Regions from separate parts of the Arachis hypogaea genome. Here region 2 is linked to region 1. A link is a contact called in public Hi-C data. All regions are on one chromosome and are shown on one strand. Each heading gives the region's core, a stretch centred on a gene start, on an enhancer-like site or on the middle of the called end of the contact. The rest is flanking DNA. Distances are from core to core; before and after follow the strand shown.

Region 1 (5,726 bases), core at 1,501-4,000:
GTATTTCCAGAAGCCTCTTCTTGAGTCTGGAACTCTTGGAGCCAAATGCAATACACAGATGGTCATTCCCCACCTAACAGAAAACTATGGCGCTTCAAGAGATCCGCCCGAGAAACAGGCACCAATGTGTACTGTACACTCATTTCCACACAACATTGACCACTGCTTGACATGGGCTCGATCAGAATTTGAGGGTTTGCTTGAGAAAACACCTGCCGAGGTAAATGCATATTTGTCTAATCCAAGTGAATATACCAATGCAATGAGGAATGCTGGTGATGCTCAAGCAAGGGACAACTTGGAGCGTGTTCTTGAGTGCTTGGACAAAGAGAAGTGTGACACTTTTGAAGATTGTATTACTTGGGCCAGACTAAAGTATGTTTTCCTTGATAATATAGAATAGTATATGCTTTTCTGTTACTTGTAGCAATGTTTTATTGGGAACATATGGTATTTTTCTTAATCTCGTATATTAAGACATGGTTTCTTTTTCCCAGGTTTGAAGATTATTTTGCTAACCGAGTGAAGCAGTTAATTTATACTTTCCCTGAAGATGCTTCAACCAGTACTGGAGCTCCTTTCTGGTCTGCACCTAAACGATTCCCTCATCCACTTCAGTTCTCATCCTCTGATATTGGTCATCTTCAGTTTGTAATGGCAGCTTCCATACTTAGAGCAGAAACATTTGGTATACCAATCCCAGACTTTGTGAAGAACCCTAAAAAATTGGCTGAAGCTGTTGATAGTGTGATAGTACCTGACTTCGAGCCCAAGAAAGATGCAAAAATAGTGACAGACGAGAAGGCCACTACTCTTTCCACTGCTTCTATAGATGATGCAGCTGTTATCAATGATCTAATCACCAAGCTAGAAAGGTGCCGGGCAAATCTATCATCAGACTTCAGGATGAGGCCAATTCAGTTTGAAAAGGTATTTTTTTTTTTGTCATTTTGGTTTTTGATTTGACTGGGTTTTTTTCCCCATGATTCTGGATATAGCTTTCCCTTTTCTCTTGTATTTTGTGGTCTGAATTAAGTTTTTGGATTCATGGAGGTTGAGTTTGTATGTGTATTTGCTGGGAATAGGATGTTTTGGTTCATGAATACATGAGATCTTCCTTCTTTTTTCTTTTTGGTTTTTTAAATTTCAATCGATTTTCAACTCTTTTTTTTTTTAATATAAAGAAAGATTTACATTTTTACTGCAAAATTGTAGGATGATGATACAAACTACCATATGGACATGATTGCTGGCCTAGCAAACATGAGGGCACGGAATTACAGCATTCCTGAGGTTGACAAACTTAAGGCTAAGTTTATTGCTGGACGAATCATTCCAGCAATTGCAACCTCAACTGCCATGGCCACTGGTCTTGTGTGCCTGGAGCTGTACAAAGTCTTGGATGGAGGACACAAAGTTGAGGACTACCGAAACACATTTGCCAACTTAGCTCTGCCCCTCTTTTCCATGGCTGAACCAGTTCCTCCAAAGGTCATCAAGCATCAAGATATGAGTTGGACAGTTTGGGACAGGTGGATATTGAAAGACAATCCTACTCTCAGAGAGCTCCTTGACTGGCTGAAGGCAAAAGGCTTGAATGCTTATAGCATTTCGTGTGGTAGCTGTCTGCTCTATAATAGCATGTTCCCTAGGCACAAAGATCGAATGGACAAGAGAATGGTGGATCTCGCAGAGGAAGTGGCCAAGGTGGAGATCCCTTCATACCGTCGTCACTTGGATGTTGTCGTGGCCTGCGAGGATGACGATGATAATGACATTGACATCCCTCAGATATCTATTTATTTCCGTTAGGCTCTTTTCATCCATCAGGTGTCTCAGACTTGACTTCGGTTAGAAGGGAAAAAAAAGGACAGAATGCTTGACTCTGCTGTTCCATATTCATAATGGCTACATGCATGTTGACATTGTTCTCCATAGAACAGTTCATATATGAATTGATAAGGAACGAACTTTCTTTGTACGTCATTTTGTTTGGTGTTTCTTGATTTTTTGTGCCTTTTGTTTCTTGAGATGGTGATATGATGGCATGCCATGACTTTATCTTGTGCAACTCATCCCTTTTATCATGTTTGCCATACATCTAGCATCTAGGCTTACAGGTTTTTAATGGCAGAAACGTGCTTAATCACGTTGGTTATGGCATAAGTAATTGCAGAAAGATTCTCCATTTTATCAGCACTATCGATGAAAACAAATGGACTTTGCCTGTTGAATTCGAACAAGATCTGGAATCCTCGAATTGATTAATATCCCTATGGCAATCTTTTGATCCAAGTCCTCTTTGCCCGTAAAACTAGCTCATATCCTTGCAAATATTACATCATAGTTCCTGTTTTCTTTACCTTTTATCAGAGGACTCGAGGTGTTCTTGGCACCGGTTGGAAGCACAAATGCTTGTAGAATTCTCTAATCAGGAAATGAGTCATGCTATTCTTACCCATTGGAACTGGTTTAGGGACTTAGGTCCCTTTGGCTATGTTTGGAGTGGAATGGAGACCAAAGAAAATTTTATGGGCTTCTATTCTTTGAATTAAAAAAGTTGATTGAATTGAAAGGTTTTTAAAGGAAATGATTCCTTGACCCAAAAAAAAAAAAAGGAATTGATTCCTTCTAATTTGATGAATCAACTATTTTTCCTAATTTGATGAATCAATTATTTATCCCGTGTGGTGGAAAAAGACTTGGCAGAGCACCATTGGAGCTCAATACCAAGTCTAGATGACTAGATCAACAAATTATTGGAAAAGACTTCGACATGAATTGCTACATCCAATTTATCAAATGGGGAAGGGCTTGGAACTTAGTTTATTGAATTTCTTATTGATGTCCTTGTTCAATGTACTTTCTTTGTTTCCAATTAATTATTATTTTGTGGACCGCGGGGTTAGAGTAGGAGGATTTCTACTTTTGGCTTGTTTGAACGAGTTTTTTTTCTTTTTTTAATTATTTAAGTGACATATATCTTTTTTTTTTTATATAAGTGATCTATCCTTTATTTTTTTACATATTGGTATAATTCTGGTGTAATACTCAATTGTTAGATTTTATGGTGTTTTTTAAAATTGTAGGAGTAAGATAACGCATACAAGGGACGTATTATCAATACAAGGGAAGTGTATTGCATTGAGTATTACACCAGAATTTTTTTAATATACAAAAAAATTAACCGTGACATATATCTTTGAAAAAATAATAATAATAATTTGATGTTTAGATATTTTATTTAAAAATATCTTTTTGTTTATTAATTATGTTATGGTATAATAATATAAAAATATTTTGTTTATTTATTATGTTAAAATATTTTTTTTTCTAAAATAGAAAAGGTCTTGTTTAGAAAGATGAATATATATATTTTTTCTCAAAAATGATTTTTATTTTTTAATTATTTTACATAAAATAATTTAGCAAACATACTAGAAAAGATATTTTTTTTTGACAATTTAATGACATTCAAATATACACTTTAACCATAAACATTATTTTTAATGCATATTATTTTCAAGTATACAAGTTGTTGTTATTATTATTATTATTATTATTAACGACTTATATCTAAAGAAAGGTTAATCCTAATTTATAAGAATTCGTTCCAAACAAATGAAGAAAACGAACTCCTCCCCAATATGAATCGCATATTGTTGGACAGTTGGATTCGACACGACAAGTCCATAGTGTGATCCCATTTTTTATGATGGTGATAGGGGTTGGCCCCCTATTATGTATTTTTCTTCATAACCGTGTCTCACGTTTTTTCCAAATAATGTTAAGTGACCTATACCACCACAACGTTCATCGATTTCCTACTCCTAGCTAGTATCTTAATATTTCTCTAGATTTTTTACTAAATTCTTACATTGATTTTGGCTGAGGTTATGTGATATTACAAAAATTATAAGTGATGGCTGCAGTGGCGGAACTTAAAACAAAATTTTGGGAGGGTCAAATAGAAAATAATTGTCAAAATATTTTTGATATGGACCCATTTAAGATAATTTCGTCTAATCTCATCTCTCTTGTTTTGGTGATATTGCCAAATTTAAAACCGTTTTTCAAGATCTCATTCCAAAAAGTTAAGGTTAAAGTCATTAGATGTAATTTTTTGAACTTTTAAAGGTTATATCTCACTTTCTTCATTATTCATTAAAGTAGAAGAACTATCTACAAGTGTTGATATTGTAAAAGTTATATGTTCTCCTTCTTAAATATTAGTCTTCCTCTTAAAAAATGTATCAATTCTTTGATTTTTCATTATTATTTTATATAAAAATTTGAATATATATCCTGTAAAATATGTACAGAAGAAGTTAGAAGGATAAATATTAAAATTTATAATATTTATTAAATTTTTTTATTAATTTATACAAATACAATAATATTAATACTTATTGAATATTATATTATTTTTTATCATATAAAAAATTAAATTAAATAAATAGTAAAATATAAAATAATATTAAATTAAATAAATAAAAAATATCTAATTTTTATATTTAAACTTAAAGATAGAGAGTGTTGTTTATTGAACTTATTAGATGCTTTAAGTCATAGTAAAGTATTTAAGTCAATTGAACTATTTTTTATCTTTTGAAAAAGTACTACTAAGTTTTTTATAAAAAGTTTGAGGGGCCATGGCCCCTTAAACTAAGCTCTGCCACTGGATGGCTGGAATCCCATAAATGACTTTTTACACCTACAATCCCAGCAAATAAGGATTTTATCAGAAGCCAGCCTGTGATTTTAAACCATTTATGTTATTGTAGGTTTAAAATCCCACTATTAATTTTCTCATATTACTCAGATACATAAGCAGCTCAACAATATATAATATAATTGCAATATAATTTTTTTAAAAATAATTTAATAATATACTAAAAAGAAGGAAAATACTATAAAAATAATATATATCTTTATTTTTATTAATTCTCTTAATAGAAAAAAAAAAAAAAAACGAAGACTCAAACTCACATCATATTTTTCCCAAACTTCACCTAAGAAAAAATAATACAGATGCTTTGTGCAAAAGTTTTCTAATGATTATATTGTTAAGTATGTATATTAGTGGTGAAGTTACCTTCAAATTGTAGGAAGTATCATATTAAATTGCCTTTTTTGACTTTCAAAAGTTTGAGTTGTCATATGATATGCTTTTAGCCAGTTTTATTGGCTTATCAAACTTTGAGGAACTTCTTCAAGATCTTGTAGCTTCTAGTAATGGCCTTCTTTTAGTAATTTTGTAATTCATGAAAATTCTAACCATTTCTAAAAATTGTAATTCAATTTGAATTCTTTAACTTGATTATAAGTTGTTGATAAGTTTAATTTAATTTCCAATAGTTATATAGTTAATTTTTTAGAATTTTGACTAGTTAATTATGGTGCTATCAAATAATTGTTTATTTACGTACAGAAATATTAGGCTGTCAAATGGTTTATTAAACTAAGACAAACTAAATTATGCTTATTGTACACACTTTTTCTTCTTTTTTTTTATTTGATTTTTTTTTTTGTCTTTTTTTCTTCATCTTCATTCTCATCATCATCGTTATCATTATTATTGTGATCTGTTACCTTATAGTTTGGTATTTATTGTTTATGATGAATTATAAGTTGGCTTTAATTATCATTCATTATTTACTTGTAACCCATACTTTTATTATCGACTTAATGACCATTATTTCTATCTTAATGACCAAACAGTTATA
Region 2 (5,882 bases), core at 1,510-4,009, 64 kb after region 1:
TCTCGATTTACATGCCATTGATTTATTAGGGTGATTTGTCCTAATAATAATAATAATAATAACTAGTTGGTGACAAATTATCGAGGAATTTGTCCATCACAAAATGCATTTCAAGTCTTTGTGACGGATTAGCTAGTAACATTGTTCCTCGCTAATTAGCCTTTTCGCACAAAGTTTATTTAGCGACGAACTAGTGTGTGAATTATTTCTCGCTAATTGTATATCAAACACTTGCGACGGAATAGTGACAATAATATCCCTAGCTATTTTTCTTTTATTCGATTGAACTTCTAAGAGACTGATTTGCTAGAATATTGTCACTCGCTAATTATTTTGTGACAAATTAGCGAGAAAATTTTTTCCGCTCTTTTTTTAGTTATGAAACTGAATTTGCGAGAAAAAAGCTTACTCGTAAATCTCTCGCTAATCAGTCGTTTTTCTCAAGTTCGGATATTTTGTGACCGCTCATTAATTTTGTCGTTAGTGCGTCACTATTTCCTCGCAAGTTAGTGACGAATTAGTAATAAAAAATATTTCTCGCAAAAATTCGTCGCTAATTTGTCAAATTCTTGTAGTGATTTGGCCGAGCTCTTTGGGAAGAGGTCGGTGTCGACCAACCTTTATAAGAGGTCGGTCGTTTTTGTCTTCATCTAACCCAGCTCGCCTAGCTCGACCCATGGTATGAACACTAACCAACAAAGAAAATTAAGATTTGGTGTTGGGAAAAGAAAGTAGTTACCCACGGAAGTCGATCTCAACCTCCCCACACTTAAAGATTCCACCGTCCTCGGTGCATCCAGAGATGAGCAAGGTGGAATAGGGTGGGTTGCTACAACCGATGAGCTTCCTCAAAAGATTGTGCGAAGAGACTTGTTGTGTGTCCCATTTAGAAGATTTTTCTTTCCCTTCTTGGTGGCCAGCCTAAAAGGTGAGAAAAGACGGAAGATTAAGCCCAAAAATAAAGCAAATAGAATATAGGTGGGGGCTAATGTCAAATAAGAGTGGGGTTTTCAACTACATGGTAGCTACAACATGTAAGTGAGAAAGCAATATAAGAGAATGGCATAACAACGGTGCAAGAATTGTAACAATGAGTAAGAAGAAGTGGGTCATGAAAGAAAATATGAGTTAATATCAATGCACAAAGAACGCAAGTATCAGTAGAGATGAAACATTGACCTAAAAATTTCATCACCCAATAATACCAAACAAGTCACGAAGTACCAAAACAATGCAAGAAATAGTCAACAGTTGAGTAAGAAAAGTCAATACCACTGGAAAAATAGCAAACTTAGAAAAGAAAATAAGAAGAAGCACAAAGTTAAAATGCAATGAATGAAAGTATGCAAATGTAATAGACAAACAAAAATGAAAGAGGATAAAAATGAGAAGTTAAAGGAATGAAGAAGAAGAAAGGTAGAAAGAAAGAAGAAGGATTGAAGAAAGAAGAAAGAAATGGGACAAGAGAAGCAACGCGTAAGCGTCGTCCACGTGCACGCGTGGATAGTAGAATGAGGAGGTGACGCGTACGGGTCAGTCACGCGTACGAGTGAGAAGCAGAAAAGAGAAGGTGACGCGTGAGCGTCGGTCACGTGTATACGTGATATGTTTTCGTGTTGGACGCACAAAACTGGCAGCATTCACAACTCTCTAGTTTTTGTACCAGGCATGGCAGCATTAAGATACGAAGCGTGCGCATCGGTCATGCTCATGCGTGGGTGGCCAACAAATCAAATGACGCGTACGCGTCAGCGATGCGCACGCGTGGGTTGGGTTGTGCATCTAGCACCCCACCCACATGGTTCTAGCACAGCTCTTTGGTTTTTGTACCAGGGAGCAGCAACATCAAAATTTGAGCATCGACATGTACGTGTGACAGTCCCCTTTTTTTTTTAAAAAATCATAACAAAGGCAAATATGCATAATTGAAAAGTATCACACACATCTAATGAAACAAAGATAAGAGAATAAATAAAAAAAACTATAGAAAAGGAAGATCATACCATGGTGGGTTGTCTCCCACCTAGCACTTTTCTTTAACGTCCTTAAATTGGACGGTCTATGAGCTCAATCCTCTTCCTTGGCTGGGACTCTCAAGAGAAAGATCTCCAGCTCCTTATTGTTCTTCATCTTTACACCATAATAGAGTTTCAGACGGTGGCCATTGACCTTGAAGAATGTAGGGCTTGATGGATGACTCAAGTGGATAACTCCATATTGTTCAACCTTCTCCACCACATATGGTCCATCCCACCTTAACCTCAGTTTACCCGGAATTAATCTCAACCTTGAGTTATAGAGAAGGACTTGATCCCCAGCTCTAAACTCTCTTCTCTTGATGTTCTGATCATGTACTGCCTTCACCTTTTCTTTGTAGAGCCTTGAGTTTTCATAAGCTTCTAACCAAATGCACTCCAGTTCTTCCAGTTGCAATTTTCTTTCAACTTCGGCTCCTCCCAATCCTGAGTTACATTCTTTCACAGCCCAATAAGCATTGTGTTCCACCTCTACCAGAAGGTGACATGCCTTTCCGTAGACTAGCCGAAATGGACTCATGCTAATCGATGTCTTGTAAGCCGTCCGATAAGCCCATAGCGCATCTCCAAGCCTAGAGCTCCAATCCCTCCTATGGGGTTTAACTATCTTCTCGAGTATGTGCTTAATCTCTCTATTAGACACTTCGGCCTGGCCATTTGTTTGGGGAAGATAAGCCGTCGCCACCTTGTATATAATGCCATGTTTCTTCATCAAACCTGTCATTCTTTTGTTACAAAAATGAGAGCCTTGATGACTCACGATCGCTCGTGGTGATCCAAAGCGGCAAATGATGTTATTTCGCACAAAAGAGACAACCACATTAGCATCATCAATACGGGTAGAAATTTCTTTCATCCACTTAGAAACATAATCAACTGCTAACAGAATATATAAGAAACCATTCAAGTTTGGAAAGGGACCCATGAAGTCAATACCCCAAACATAAAAAATTTCATAAAACAATATGGGTTGTTAGGGCATCTCATCCCTCTTGGATATGTTTCCAAACCTTTGGCATTGGTGGAAAGAGTTACAGAAAAGATTTGCATCTTTAAAGAGTGTGGGCCACCAAAATCCGCAGTCTAAGATTTTTCTTCTAGTTCTTTGGGGGACAAAATGGCCACCACTTTCAAAAGAGTGGCACGCCTCCAAAATAGACTAGATTTCGGATTGTGGAACACACCTTCTAATTATTTGGTCGGCATCACATCTTCACAAATATGGGTCATCCCATATGTAATACTTGGACTCGCTCTTGAGCTTGTCCTTTTGATGTTTAGAAAAATGTGGAGGAAAGGTGTGACTAACCAAATAATTAGCAATGGGTGCATACCAAGGAACTAGTTCAGATATTGCTTGCAAGCTATCAAGAGAAAATGCATCATTGATAAGAGTGGAGTCACTTTTTATATGCTCTAGGCGACTCAAGTGGTCCGCCACTAAATTTTGGAAACCACTCCTATCCTTGATCTCTAAATCAAACTCTTGCAATAACAATATCCAACAGGTTAACCTTGGCTTTGATTCTTTCTTAGCTAGCAAGTACTTCAAAGCCGCATGGTCTGAATATACTACCACTTTGGTTTCAATTAAATAGGCCCAGAATTTATCCAAGGCAAAAACAATTGCTAAAAGTTCCTTTTCAGTGGTAGGTAGACTGGGCACCATCTAATGTCTTAGAAGCATAAGCTATGATATAGGGATCCTTACCTTCGCGCTGAGCAAGTGCCGCTCCTACTGCATAGTTAGATACGTCGCACATAATCTCAAATGGCCTACTCCAATCAGGCCCTCTCACAATAGGAGCTTGAGTTAAGGCAATCTTTAGCTTATCAAATGCTTCCATACAATCTTCACTCAAGTCAAACTCTACATGTTTTTGCAACAGACAGGAAAGGGGTAGTGCAACCTTGTTGAAGTCCTTGATGAAACGTCGGTAGAAACCTGTATAACCAAGAAAAGAACGGACTTTCCTCACAGAAGAGGGGTAAGGTAAACCAGAAATAACATCAACCTTGGCAGGATCAACAGATATACCAGTATTAGAGACAACATGACCTAGAACAATATCTTGCTTTACCATAAGATGACATTTTTCAAAGTTAAGCACAAGGTTTGAATTAGCACAACGTTCTAATACTCTAGCAAACTTATCCAAACAAAGATCAAAAGAATCACCATAAATACTTCCACACAGTGCTCAAGAAGATCCGAAAAGATGCTCATCATGCACCTTTGAAACGTAGCCAGTGCATTACATAAACCAAAAGACATTCTTTTGTATGCATACGTTCTAAAAGAGCATGTGAAAGTGGTTTTCTCTTGGTCTTCCGGAGCAATATAGATTTGAAGATAACCAGTATAAACATCTAAAAAGCAATAATGTGATTTTCCGGACATGCGATCAAGCATTTGATTGATGAATGGTAGTAGATAGTGATTCTTGCGAGTGGCCAAGTTCAAGCGCCTGTAGTCGATGCAACCTCTCCATGAATTCTGCACCTTTGTGGCCATGAGTTCCCTATTCTCATTCTTGACTATGGTGACGCCGGACTTCTTCGAAACCACTTGTACTGGTCTAACCCACTCACTATCCGAGATTGGATAGATAATGTCTGCCTCTAGTAGTCGGGTAACTTCTTTCTTCACAACTTCTAGAATTGTGGGGTTCAACCGCCTTTGAGGTTGACGGATAGGCTTGGCTCCCTCTTCTAGAAAAATGTGATGCTCACAAACTTGAGGGCTTATACCAACTATGTCCGCCAAACTCCGCCCAATAGCTTTCTTGTTTCTTTGCAATACATTAAGCAATCTCTCCTCTTATTGGGAGGTAAACTCCCTTGCAATGATCACCGGAAGCTTTTAATTTTCTTCAAGATAAGCATACTTAAGGTGGGGTGGAAGTGGCTTCAACTCCATGTTTAGCTCATGGCTTGGCACTTGATTATCCGGTAGCACTGGAGGTGGCAAGGCGTCTTCTTCATATTCAGGGGATTTTCCCACAATTGCACCTTGAACCATGTTCTTCTCATCAACTATATTATGGTGGACTTCGGCCACAATATCATCAATCATATCACACCGGGAGATAGAATGGTCCTCCGGTAGATGCTTCATAGCCTCATCAAGATTAAAACTTACTGCTCTTCCATCAATTTCAAAGAAGTAGGTATCCGAAAAGCATCCAACTTAAATCGAGAGATTTTCAAGAACGGTCTCCCTAGCAAGATAGATGATGGTCTTCCGGAGTCATTAGGGGACATCTCAAGAATGTAGAAATCAATTGGAAAAGTCAACCCCTTGATGCTCACTAAGACATCTTCCGCAATGCCAACCACCGAGATTATACTCTTATCCGCCAAAACAAAACGGGCTGCCGACCTTTTCAACGGTGGGAGCTTTAATGCATCATAAACAGATAAAGGCATAATACTAACACAAGCACCTAGGTCACACATGCAATCAACAAATTGTATACCACATATAGTGCAAGTGACTAGACAAGGACCGGGATCACCACATTTCTCCGGTATAGCGCCCATCAAAGAGAAATTGAGCTACCCAAAGGAATAGTTTTTAAATCATGAATCTTCTCCTTGTTCATGCACAAATCTTTTAGAAACTTAGCAAACTTAGGAACTTGGCGAATAACATCAAAAAGAGAAATAGTTACCTCAACCTTTTTGAAGATATCTACCATCTTGGGATCTAGCTCCACTTTCTTTTTAGTACTCCTCGCTAGGTGTGGAAAAGGAATTAGAATAGCCTCTTTTAAAATATTTTCTTCCTCAGAAACTCCATCCCTTGGTTGAGCAACCTCTTCTTCAACCTCCACTTGTATCTCA

The links. A called contact is a pair of places that touch in the nucleus more often than the background predicts.
Region 2: a contact with region 1 is called in a Hi-C map of leaf, with 1.7 times the contacts expected there. The contact joins the promoter of LOC140180539 here to the enhancer-like site in region 1. A contact is called at or near these places in 3 of 8 Hi-C or Micro-C datasets (leaf and an unstated tissue).

Annotation. Positions count from the first base shown.
Region 1 is chr17:25,866,776-25,872,501 of arahy.Tifrunner.gnm2.J5K5, forward strand. LOC112766797 (ubiquitin-activating enzyme E1 2) reads left to right here. Exons shown (of 7, transcript XM_025812695.3): 5 at 1-375; 6 at 498-930; 7 at 1,216-2,071. The coding sequence ends at 1,812. Among protein-coding and RNA genes, the nearest start is that of LOC112766797, 9.1 kb to the left of the region's middle. Within about 2 kb of position 2,751, at least 2 of the 3 cell types and tissues checked have open chromatin away from gene starts, as enhancers often do.
Region 2 is chr17:25,930,297-25,936,178 of arahy.Tifrunner.gnm2.J5K5, forward strand. LOC140180539 reads right to left here and starts at 2,760. Exons shown (of 1, transcript XM_072221762.1): 1 at 2,068-2,760. The coding sequence starts at 2,760. The coding sequence ends at 2,068.